3 separate regions of the Sus scrofa genome follow, and all the other regions are linked to region 1. A link is a contact called in public Hi-C and promoter capture Hi-C data. All regions are on one chromosome and are shown on one strand. Each heading gives the region's core, a stretch centred on a gene start, on an enhancer-like site or on the middle of the called end of the contact. The rest is flanking DNA. Distances are from core to core; before and after follow the strand shown. Region 1 holds the start of SIMC1 (SUMO-interacting motif-containing protein 1). Region 2 holds the start of GPRIN1 (G protein-regulated inducer of neurite outgrowth 1). Region 3 holds the start of SFXN1 (sideroflexin 1).

Region 1 (3,832 bases), core at 1,296-3,795:
CTTACTGCCTCTGATCTTTGTGTGGTTATCCTACCACCATTATCTAACTTGCAATGAAGGTAAAAGGAGAACCAGCCTGCAGTTTTTTGAAAGCTGGAGTAAATATCTGGAGAAGCCAGATTTACTTTGAGTACTACTCTGGCAATTAACCTTCATTTCTCTTCAACTCAAAAAGCTCTGCATCATGGAGTTCCCGTCGTGGCACAGTGGTTAACGAATCCGACTAGGAACAATGAGGTTGCGGGTTCAATCCCTGGCCTTGCTCAGTGGGTTAACGATCCGGCGTTGCTGTGAGCTGTGGTGTAGGTCGCAGACTTGGCTCAGATCCTGTGTTGCTGTGGCTCTGGCATAGGCCGGGGGCTACAGCTCCGATTCGACCTCTAGCCTGGGAACCTCCATATGCCGCAGGAGCGGCCCAAAGAAATAGCAAAAAGACAAAAAAAAAAAAAAAAAAAAAAAGCTCCGCATCAAAATGCTTGATTGGGTGCTCATGGGGAGGGGGGCAGTTTGAGAGTGCCCCATGTATGTATATAAAGGATCACAGTATACACATCTGGGCACTTGAAGAAGAAAGCTGGACCAGGATGAGGGAAGACGGACATCGATTGGCAGGAATGGAAGCAGGCTGGAAGGACAAAGTTAAAGGGGGACTGAGAGGAGGAACAGGAAAGAAGAGGAACTGGGAGAGGCAGTTGGGAGTTATTCTGCAGTTATTTTTTCCTTCCTATATTCTTTTCCTTGATTATCTCAGTCGCAATTAGGTCTCCAACGCTCCTTTCTACTTAGATTACCAAATCTCTCCTCTTATGACTTTCCTCCAGAGTTCAAGTCCTCTTGAACTTGGCATTCCCACCACCCCAAGTCTACACCCATTGTATTTGCTCACCCATCAAACATCTGTCTGAACTGCTCTCTCCCCATGCCCCCCCATTCAAATTCCTTCAAACATTCTTTCTTCCAACAAATTTTTTTGTGTGGATCTAGTATGTACCCCATACTGTCACAGCAGTAGGTACATCCCTTCACTTCCCATGTTGGGTCACTTTTACCTTGAAAATCTCTCGTCTGTCCATCTCACCTAAATTCTTTATTCAAATTTATTGAGAATCCCTCTTGGTTGAACCATGGCAACATAGCACCGAAAGTTAATTAGTTCTGCATGCCATTCATTCTACAGTGACCTCCTAGATTTAGCACTAACTACACCTGGGACACAGAAGTGGCTCTCTGTGGGAAGGGGACTGGAGAAGCAGAAACTAGATTAGTATGGACGGTGTATTTGCATATGAAGGAAGGCCTTTACAAATGACGTCAGCGTGACAATTCTGTTATTTCTGGGGTGTGGCTTTGGGCGGCTGGGAAGATTGTTGGAAGTCTGATGCTGAGTCTCCTGAGAGAACGCCGTCTCCCATCCCTTGAGTACTCAATAGCCACTTGTTGATTATCACCTTCTATGACAGGAGCCACGGATGCTGTGTTCTCCATCATATTCCGAGCTCCTAGGGCATCTGGCTCAAAGTAGGGGTTCAATAAATATCTGTGGAGGATTCTAGAAAGGCAGGGACATAGATGTTTTATTCACCACCTCAGGAAGGACAAAGACTAAGGAGCCTGAAGGAAAAAGAAATCGTGAGAGATGTTTCCCTCCCTTTAGAGCTTGGTGAATGTTTGCTCAGCGAAATAAATCACCCCCCCGCCCCCCGCACAACTCCAAAATCGGGCCCCTCACTCCGCTGCCAGGCCCTGGAGCGCAGCCACCATCTGGCCCAGGCCCTGGCTTCCCTCCCTCCGAGCCTGGGCTCCTGTTACCTCCCCTGCATACATCTGTACCCACCACAAGCCAAACAATTACACGCTCCCGCGTCCCCGCCTCGAGGTTCAGGACCTCGCGTCCCCACGGACCCCCAGCCACCGGTCCTGCCAAAGATCGGGGAAGCCTGCGGCCCGGCCTCCGCCCGCTGTGGGCTCCAGCACCCCCACCACCAGGCGCGCCAGGACCTCTTCCATGTGCTCGGCCCCCACTCTCCAGCCTCAGCCTGCTCGGGCTTGAGCCCGGAGCGCGGGAGGCCTGGCTACCCCGGCCCGGGCCCGACGCGCTCCTCGGGGCGGGACACGCCGGGAAGGCGGCAAGGCGGGAAGCGGCTGCAGCTGTGAGGCGCCCAGGGGCGGGCCGCGGGGCAGCCCGAGGCGGCAGGCCGGGCCGCGGGTATCCCTAGTAGGGGCGGCGCTCCAGCCCAGGCGGGGCTGGGCGAGAGGCGGCTCGCTCACTCACCACGGTACGGCGGGGCAGCGTGCCAGGGGTCCGGGACAGGGCCCGGCGGAGCCTCCGTGCCCGGCCGGAGCGATTCCCCCCGGAGCTCTCGGAGCCGCTGTCGTCCGAGATCACGATGAAGTCCTCCATGGCTGCGGGTCCCGGCCGAGCCAGCGCGCGGGCGGCCGGCGACCCAGGAGGCGGCAGCTAAGGGAGCGGCGGCGACTTCAGTTCCTGTGGCTGAGGCGGCGGCAGCGGCGGCGGCGGCGACAACCTGGGCCATCACCCTGCGCCCCGCCCCTTCCCGCCCCGAGCCCCGCCCCGTCGGCCAGGCCCCGCCCCGTCGGAGCCCCTCCCCCTGGCTGCGGGTAGCCTTCCGCTCGGTCGGAGCCGCGGTCACGGGGCTTGGCGGTGGCCCTCGTCCTTCGTTACTCAGGAGAAAAAAAGAGGGAGAGAGAGAGAGAAAATCAAGTCGCAGCCGGCTTGGCCCGGTGTTGGGGGCGGTCGCGCGGAACGGTGAGGCTGTGAGAACTTCCCCAGCTGCTGACTGAAGTGGGAAGTGAGGTGTGAACTGAGACCCCGGGAGAGAGGCCCTCCGGGTAGGACCTGGCCTCGGACTGGCGGCGTAAAGGGTGGCCTTGCCACCGACTGAGAGTGGTTGAGCTGGCCTCTGGCCGAGTGTGGGGAGAGAGGCTTCACTTCTTTGTACACATGTGCAGGTACCTCTGTAGAATCAATTCTTGGAAGTCTAATTACTGGGTCAAAGGCGATGTTTCTGTTGTTTCAATAAATGATGCCAAATGACTCCCCCAAGTTGTACCAGTGCGGTTTCACCAACAATCTATGTCGCTCACAAATTTAAACCGTGAGATTTAGAGATTTGTTCAGTTGGTAGCAGGATCAGAAATTGAAAAAATGCACAGAGAGAAGCGATGAAGGAGCAAACATCATAAATAATTACATGTTAGGAGTGAGCAAAAAAGATATACCCAGTGGAGGGAGAAGTGGTAGGTAGTCAGAGGACCAGATGGGATCTGTGTTACAATAAACGTGGGGTGGACACAGAATGTTGCTGCTCAGGCTCTAGCAATTTGGTGAAACGTATTAAGAGATCCAAAGGAAAACGTGTTTATGCAAAGGGGATTGGTTTCTTAAGCAATTGTTATCAGGTGCTCTTTTAGCACTGCCTAGAGCAGCAATTCTCAGACTTTAGTAAGCATCAGAATCACCCAGAGGCTTGTTAAAACACAGATTGCCACGCCCAACCCCAGGATTCTGACTCAGTTGGTATGAGGTGAGGCTGCCCAGTTTTCATTGCTAACAAGTGCCCAGGTGATGTGGATGCTGCTGTTCTGAGGACCACGCAATGAAAACCACTGGTCTGTGGCCCACTGGTTTCGGATGTTCTGATGGTGTGAAACCATCTTTGTGGTGAAGAGATTCATTGTCTTCACCAAATGCGATTAAACATTTAGCTTATTTAACTTATCTAGGCTTCTGGTACTCTTTACCTCTGTTACTACTTCTTTTCAGTCTCAGCTGACACTTGCTGCTCTAACTCCTTTATTTATTTATTTATTT
Region 2 (3,910 bases), core at 296-2,795, 310 kb before region 1:
ACCGCATGACCAAGATTTGTTGACTTTACCCCTAAATAGGTACCAAATCTGACCCTCCCTCTCCATCCCAATGGTTCAGGTAACATTTTTCTCTCACCTGGACAACTGATACGGCCTTCTCACTCATGCCCTAGTCCCGCTCCCAACCACACTCCTTCTGCCCCAGGGGCAGGGGGGGAGTAGCTTTTTAGATCACAGGTAGCTCCTTGCCACTTTTCATATCTTGTGAACCTGCTCAACCCTTGATGTCTTCATCTGCATCATTGAGCCAATACCATCCACCTTGAAGGACTGTAGGGAAACTAAAATGAAATGATGACTGTAAAGAGGCTGTGTAAACTATGAATCGAAGTACCCCCGTGGGCAATGAAAGAGCAATTTGCAGGGCCAGAAATATTAGAAAGCAGCCCTTGCATGGGTGTTGTCCGTGGTGCTGAAGATGGGTTCGGTACTCCAGTTTTTGCTTCCCTGGAAAACTGGCTAAAGACGTCAGTCTGATAGATTTTTTTTTTTTTTTCCTATTTGCCACCTAGATTTTTTTTTTTTTTCTTTTTAGGGCCGCACTCGCGGCATATGGAGGTTCCCAGCTAGGGGTCTAATTGGAGCTGTAGCTGCTGGCCTACATCACAGTCACAGCAACGCTGGATCCTTAACCCACTGAGCGAGGCCAGGGATTGAACCCGAAACCTCATGGTTCCTAGTCGGATTCGTTTCCACTGCCGCACGACAGAAACTCCCTATCTAGATTTTTTAAATTGTCTAAATGATCACGATGACTTATGGTTCACCAGGTAAGTGAGAGGGATAGAAAGTAAGTATGAAGTATGAGGTTTCAGGAGTTAGCCCCACTACTAACGAGCTGTGTAAGCACAGACAATTGACCTATTATTAATATCTCAGTTTTCTCATCTGAAAATGGAGATATAATACATTAGTATTAACTTGCGTATAAGTAACTGGAAATGGAAATTAGATGAAACCTTAAACAAAACTAAAGTAACGTTAGTTCTTACCTTGACTTGCTGCTTTACCATAAAACACTGCCCCGATATATATTAACGTTAGTTGTTACCATTTTTAGTCGGTGGTTTCACATACAAGTGAGGGGGTTTTAGCACCTCTTGGCAATTACAAACTTATTTTTCCTCCTCTGGGGAGTCAAAGGGGAGGAGACTATTTCTCTGTTAAGAAACGTCGAGGCAGGGTGGGCAGCAAGTCCTCACGTCCTTGGGAACTCAGATTCAGCTGTGGAAGCCCCTGAACATCTACCTCAGGCTCCGTCATCCTTCCAAGACCACTCACCACGAGGTGACAAATGTTAGTCCCATCCTGTAGACGGGTAAATTAAGTCTCCGAGAGACTTGCTGGAAGGCACCCAGGGGGAGGAGAACCCAGCTTGCACAGACTAGAGGGTGGGCGGGCACCCGAGCTAGAGAGGCCGGTAACGGGAAGGCGAAGGCACTCCCTCCTTCTCCCCCAGCCACTCAAGTCCTTCCACTCGAGGGAGCGTGGGTGGCGGCGAGACAAAGGGGAGGGGGCGGGGCGGAGGTGGGGGGCGAAGGCCGGAAGTGCGGCCAAGGCGGAGGCGGGAAATTCCGCGCAGGGGGAGCTCCGAGATCGCGCAGACGGGAGTCCCTATCCAGGAGCCGAGTATCCTCAGACAAGTGGCTTCCCCTCTCTGGGCCCCAATTTCTTGCTAGGTGAAAAAACGGAGGGCGTTCGCGGGGTTAGATTGTGTGAGATCTAAGAGGCAGCGCGCCCCGCCCTCAACAGGCGCGCAGCAAATGGGCAGCCTCTCCGCCCCTCAGTCTCCAGTCTGTGAAATGGGAACCGGTTCGAGGAGGGCGGGGAACCCAGGAGTCCAGGTGCCACGGTGAGGAGCGGCGGGTAAGGGGCACCCCTCCCTCCTTCAGGCCTCTGCTTCCCCACCGGCACCGCCCCCTCCCGGTTCTGAGGCCGCGAGTTGGCCAGCGCGCATGCCCGGGGCGGGGCGCAGGGCGGGAGAGCGGAGCTAGCTCGGAGGACGGCTGCACGGAGTCCGCCCGCCAGCCCGGCCGGAGGCAGCCGAGGCCGCTCGGGCGGCGGCGGCGGCGGCGGCGGCGGTGGCGGGAGCTGGAGCGCAGCGCGCGGAGGAGACGAAGCGGCGGCACAGCCGGGTAAGTGCCGCGCCCGCACCTGCTGCCCCTTCTAGGCTGACAGTGTCGACCCCCTTCTTCCGCTCGCGGCAGCCCCAGAGACGCTGTCCAGGGTCCTCGAGCGGCCTGGGTGGCGGGGCTCGGGTACGGTGCGCGGTGGTATATATCTGGGCGCCCGGGTGAATGTATGCGCTCCGCCAGGGTGGCGGGTGTCTATTTCCAGGCGCCTGACTGGGGCGGGGCGGGGGCGGGTCCGCAGTCCCAGCCAAGGACCCGAGGGGCCCTGCTGGTCAGCCTGACCCGTGTGTAGGACCCCCGCCCCATGCCTGGCCTCTCCGCCGCCTGCCGCTTTGTTTGGCACCGCGGTGCGGGAGGTGGCGCTTCCCGCCACCGCGGGGAGGGGGTCCGCCCGCATTGATTCATTTTTTCCCCCTGGAGCCAGCTCGGCGCTAGAGTGGTTCTACTGGCACCACTGAGCACACTCGCCGTCGCACGCCTAGTGTGGCACACACTCTGGGGCTCCGTCACACACAGTCGCACACTCAACGCTTGAAGCCACGGGTCTACGCACACTATGGCCCTTGATCATTCCATCAGACTCATACACAAGGCCACCTGTGCACCCACCCAGTACACCTTGCCATACACACCCAGGCATAGCTGCGCACTCACCCCAACCACTGCCTATCACAGCACACTCAATTCAGCAATACTCCCTGATCACAACACACTCGTAGCCACCCTCCTCTGGCCTGCGTGTGTGCCTGTTCACACCAGCTCATCACGGTCTCCCTCTCATGTACCCCCAGACCCTGGAGTAGGCGTGTCACACACTCCATCACACACTTTTACCTTGCTGTCCACCCGCTGCTCCTGCATGTCCACTCTTGCCCTCCTGTGGATGGATGGATGGATGCATGGTCTGGGGGCTGTTTCCGGATGTAAGCCTGGCTGTCGCCCTTTGCTAGACTCCATCTCCCCTCTAGCCCCAGGCAGGAAGCTTTGCTGCTTTGAGGGTTCTAGGAGGCAAGGGGATGAGAGGGTGAGGGACAGCACACTGAAATTGTCGTGCGGGTGCGCGCGCACGCACACACACACTGCACACTCTCACACCTGCCGAAGCCCCACAAGCCTCTGTCAATCGTGTCACCATGGGAGGAGATATTTGCAGGTGCCTGGCAGCCCTGGCTCCAGTTGGGAAGATACTCTAGAGGGAAAGGAACGGGCTGGCCCTGTCTCTGAGCCTGAGTAGGCATGCACAGGGGCTGCTCTGCTGGGAGCAGGGCACATACCCAGGCCACCTCTTCCATGAGTGAGACTCTGAAGCCATGTGGCCATGTATGTGTATACCCACAGGGTCCAAGTGGCCTCCAGGAGATATAAACATACCAGTCATTCTGCACATACAGGTTGTAGATGTGCACACAAAGTTCCTGAGCAGGATGCAGGAGCCGGGTGCTGGCTCCCCAGGCTGGCCTAAGCTAGCACAGATGTCCACAAGCAGTCGATGTGCTCTGCTGCACCCTGGGAGAACTAGCCCGCATGCCTGAGGGTCATTTCAGTCTTTTACCTCAAGTGTGCAGGCTTATCTGCTCACAGAGTGTTCCTGCAGGTAGGTCCCGCCACAAGGGATGCTCTTGCTTCCTCTTGTAGATGCTCCCTCGCACTGTTGCCTGTTAGGTCCAGGGGACCAGGAGGACCCTTGGCATGACCCTGAAGAACAGGTTTTAAGAGCCAAGCATCAGTCTCCAAGATTCTTGGTAACATGCTCCTTC
Region 3 (4,090 bases), core at 699-3,198, 440 kb after region 1:
AGCTCCTTGAACAACTGCAACCACAGATAGCCCTTTCCTGAAAGCCCATGGGACTTAAATCAAATGCTTGCACTCAATCTAACCCCTGAATCCATACTTAAAGCAATTACATATTAGAGCTGGGGAGAAAACTGGTAGATCCTCCTCTCCAAACACCATCTTTTTTTTCTTTTTTTTGGCTTTTCTAAGGCTGCACCCATGGCATATGGAGGTTCCCAGGCTAGGGGTCCAATCGGAGCTGTAGCCACCGGCCTACACCACAGCCACAGCAATGCCAGATCCGAGCTGTGTCTGGACCTATACCACAGCGCATGGCCATCCAGATCCTTAACCCACTGAGCGAGACCAGGGATTGAACCCGCAACCTCGTGGTTCCTGGTCGGATTCGTTAACCACTGAGCCACGACTGGAACTCCCAAACACCATCATTTTTTACAAGCCAGATACCTGTGGTCCTGAGGGGAGAAAGAACCTGCTTGAGGTCCCAGAACCTGATGGTGGAGCTTCCACTCATCCTCCCAGGTTTCCCTCTCATCTTACAGCTTGTATATGGCAAGATCAGCACCTTAAGAGCTGCAAAGCCTCCTTATCTACCTGTCTACCCACCTTGCACCTTTTACAATGCCTGGAACATGGAAGCAGCTCAGTAGACTGGGGATGGGCAAAGGACAAGCAAAGCTAGAGGCACCCAAGTCAAGATCTGGAAGAGGAGGGAGAATAGAGATTACGACTTTGAGAAAAGTATCCAGAAAATGCCATGGGGAATTCAGAAGGCCCATGGAGTGGTTAAGTGCCCTAGCTTTGAAGTCACTTGTGCTAAGCTTTTTCATTCAGGCACTCAGTGAGGGTCTACCTGATGCAGGGAACAGTGAGAGAAGCAAAACAGAGGCCATGATCACAAACAGAGAATCAAAGAAGCAAGTCAACAGTTAATTTCAACTGGTGACAAATGCTCTTAAAGAAAAAACACAGGAGTAATCTAATAAAGAATGTGTGCATGAGGGAGCAATTTCAAACAAGCAGCCAAGCGAGAGCATATTTGAGGAAGTAATATTTAAGCTGAGATTATAGGTGACCAACTGTGTGATTTAAGGCAGGTTACTCAACCTCTCTGAGCCCCAGCTTCCTTATCTGTATTAGGAAGGCAAAGCCAAGTACCTCCTGGGGCTGGATGAGTGTAAAGTAGGTAGACCCGAATTACCAGCCCACACTAAGTAGACACTGCGGCTACTGTCATTCTGAGAAGGTTAGCGACCTGTAACATGTGGGAAAGCTTAGGAGGTCAGCACAAAATGCAAGGTCCCAGAAGGACCACTATTCCAATTACCAGCCTCTTTCTTTCCTACCATATTGCAAGTTCTGGGGCAGGGGCCAGGTGGTCTCTGACCCTGGAGCCCCGCTCTGCGCAAGGAAGAGAAGCCAGGAAGCTAGGAACTTGAGGGGCAGGGGTTCGGTGCAACTGGGCCACTTCTCAATCGCTGGCGCCCGTCCCCATCGTGGCCTGTCCCCGCGGCAGCCATCTTGGGTGTCCCCCCGCGGCGAGTTTCGTCACGCGGCCGTGGGGACAGCGTGGCAGGGCGCTTGCGGGAGTGGATGGGTGGGCCTCCTCCCATCAGGGGTGACCCACTCCACTGCGGGGGCTCAGGGTGATCTCGGAGTAGGTCAGGCTGCTGGAGGTGGGGAGTTCAGGCAGCGGGATGGCAGGGGTCCCCAAAGTGCAGGGACGCCCCTGGCCGGGGGAGTCCCGGCTATGGTTTGGGGGCTTCTGACCTCTCAGCCCGGGGGTCTCCCTGCAACCACTCCGCAGGCGCGCGCCCCCGCTCCAGCTCGTGTCCCTCTGCCAGGCTCCCGGCGCGTCTCCCACTCACTGCATTCGGGCCGATCGCTCGCGACTCACCGCTCCCGGCGGGCCACCACTCGCGCCGCTTGCAGGACCTGCTCGGCGCCGCCTCCTCCGCCACCGGAAGCGTTTCTCCCGCCACGGCTGCCCCGCGCGCCGCCGCCGCCCGGAGCGCGCCCTCGGAGCGCGTCCCCGTGCGGAGCCACGCGGTCGGGCTGGGCCGGGCTGCGGACGCGCGCAGGCGGCCCTGGACTCGCCCTCCCGGTCGCTGCGCCCTGCGCGCGGTATCCTCCCGGTTCAGGCGCGATGGCCAGTGCCCGTGCTTTAGCCTCTGGCTCCATCGTGAACCTCAAGTTCATCCTCACCGTGGTATAGGTCTCTGCTGAGGCCAGTGCCGTGTTTTCCATTTTGGTTTTCCCTAGGGATGACTTCTTACTTGACCATTTCTCTGTTCCTAGTCAGCATCCACTCACTCACTCACTCATTTAAACCATTGTTTCCCAAAGTGTGGAATTTGGCACCACTGGGGCTACAAGGCGATTTTAGGTAATACAAGGGCCACGACCTGATTCGTGTCTTTAAAAATCAAGCTGACTGCTGTGTGAATAGGCTGTAGAGAAGGAGATGCTGAGGCAGAAAGGCCAGAACGAAGGCTGCCACCATGGTTAACCAGCGGAGAGATTGTTGCGGAAACCGCAAAAACTGTGGCAACGGAAGGAGACAAACAGCACTCGGAGATATGGAAAAGCAAGGTTTATTCAGCACCGGTGCGGGCTCAGAGGAGTCACCTCCAGAGTCTGAGCGCCAGGTCTTTGTTCTCAGTAACTTTTATACACTACAAGGTCTTGATTTTCCCAGGTAAGCATCCCGGACCTCCCCAATCCCCAAGCAGTGTTCCTCCCTAAGAAACTGAGCAAGCAAGGTTACAGAGCAGAACTGATAAGCAATACTGGGTACCTGATTAGCAGGGCTGCTGGCTTGGACAGAGAGCACACAGTTGTTACATTATTACAAGAAGGGTGGCATAGGGATTAGCACAGCTGGAAAGGCTTGCAGCTGCCTTCTTAGCCAAGGGGTGGGGGTGGGGGGTTGTTCTTTAGTTAAAACTCCATTTCATTCCCCCCTCTTGATGTTCAGGGTGCATCTGCACCCCTTTACAGATCATCACCAGTCATAACCCTTTGGTAGCCTCTAATAAGTAGCAGGTGGGAGGCTGTTTTTCTTTCAACCATGTTTTTTTATAAAAACCTTTTATAATATTTATCAGGAGAGGTACAAGGCAGGGAACAAGTAGGCACCCTGCGAGTATAACCATAATTATTCCGACCATTGTCTTAATTTCTCCCAACCAAGAGAACCATTTACCAAAGACACTGTCTGTATCCCATCCTTTCCAAGTTTGTACAGGTACATGGGCTAGTTTAGTCATGCGATCAGCAATTTCTTCTACCACCTTTTCAGTGTCATCTCTTTGTAGACAGCAATTACTTAAGTTAAATTTTCCACAAACCCCTCCTTTAGAAGCAAGTAAATAATCCAAGGCCAAGCGATTTTGGTAGATTGCACTGCGCATTTTAGTTTGTTGTTGGGCCAATATAGTCAAGGCCCTTGCAGTGTCATTTGTTATAAGTTCCAAAACCGCCTGTAGTCTGATGATACGGTTCAGCATATAGATAGGGGTGCGATATCCCCAAGAGCCATCCTCTGCCCAGGTGGCAGGTCCATAATATTGAATTATCCATTCTGGGGGCCATTTATCATCTTTCCGGTCTCCAATTTGGAGAGCCCTCCGGTCTCTCTGGGCACCCTGTGCCCTATGTATAGGAACTCCCAGTTGCTCCCCTAGTGACAGCGGGAGCAGGAAGAAGGAAGGTCTGATTGTTCCCAGTACACATGTCCCAGTCCAATTTGGGGGGGAGTATGGAATAGGCCATTTTTCCACAAATCCAATATAATCCCTTTGGTGCCCGCCACTGGATATTAGTACTGATATCTTCCCATGTTTGTCGAAGGAGGGAAAAGTTAGACAAGGGATTAAGCTTGGGCTCTGAGCGATTGGAGGCTGACCACCATTGAGTCTTTTGGGCAGTCAGATTATAATACCTTAGGCCTAAACATGTTAGGCTTCCAACTGAAACATTAAACCGTCCTCCCCGCCTCGCAAGACAATTTCTCCCTATAATAGCAGTTCTGAGGAGTCATACCCCATTGGTGAGTTGGGGGTATGCAGTCTCATTATGAGGCTCTAAT

What was found. Promoter capture Hi-C pulls out the DNA fragments that hold promoters and counts their contacts. A called contact is a pair of places that touch in the nucleus more often than the background predicts.
Region 2: a contact with region 1 is called in a Hi-C map of embryonic fibroblasts, with 1.8 times the contacts expected there. The contact joins the promoter of GPRIN1 here to the promoter of SIMC1 in region 1. A contact is called at or near these places in 4 of 47 Hi-C or Micro-C datasets (embryonic fibroblasts, mesenteric adipose tissue, omental adipose tissue and 1 more).
Region 3: a contact with region 1 is called in a promoter capture Hi-C map of liver, with 2.5 times the contacts expected there. The contact joins the promoter of SFXN1 here to the promoter of SIMC1 in region 1. A contact is called at or near these places in 1 of 5 promoter capture datasets (liver) and 1 of 47 Hi-C or Micro-C datasets (liver).

The regions. Positions count from the first base shown.
Region 1 is chr2:81,611,157-81,614,988 of Sscrofa11.1, forward strand. It overlaps SIMC1 (SUMO-interacting motif-containing protein 1), which reads right to left and starts at 2,546. Exons shown (of 10, transcript XM_005661476.3): 1 at 2,273-2,546. The coding sequence starts at 2,401.
Region 2 is chr2:81,306,187-81,310,096 of Sscrofa11.1, forward strand. It overlaps GPRIN1 (G protein-regulated inducer of neurite outgrowth 1), which reads left to right and starts at 1,546. Exons shown (of 3, transcript XM_021084418.1): 1 at 1,546-2,156. LOC106509472 (a long non-coding RNA gene) reads right to left here. Exons shown (of 4, transcript XR_002341731.1): 2 at 3,706-3,848; 3 at 2,988-3,154.
Region 3 is chr2:82,055,609-82,059,698 of Sscrofa11.1, forward strand. SFXN1 (sideroflexin 1) reads right to left here and starts at 1,949. Exons shown (of 11, transcript NM_001098602.2): 1 at 1,898-1,949.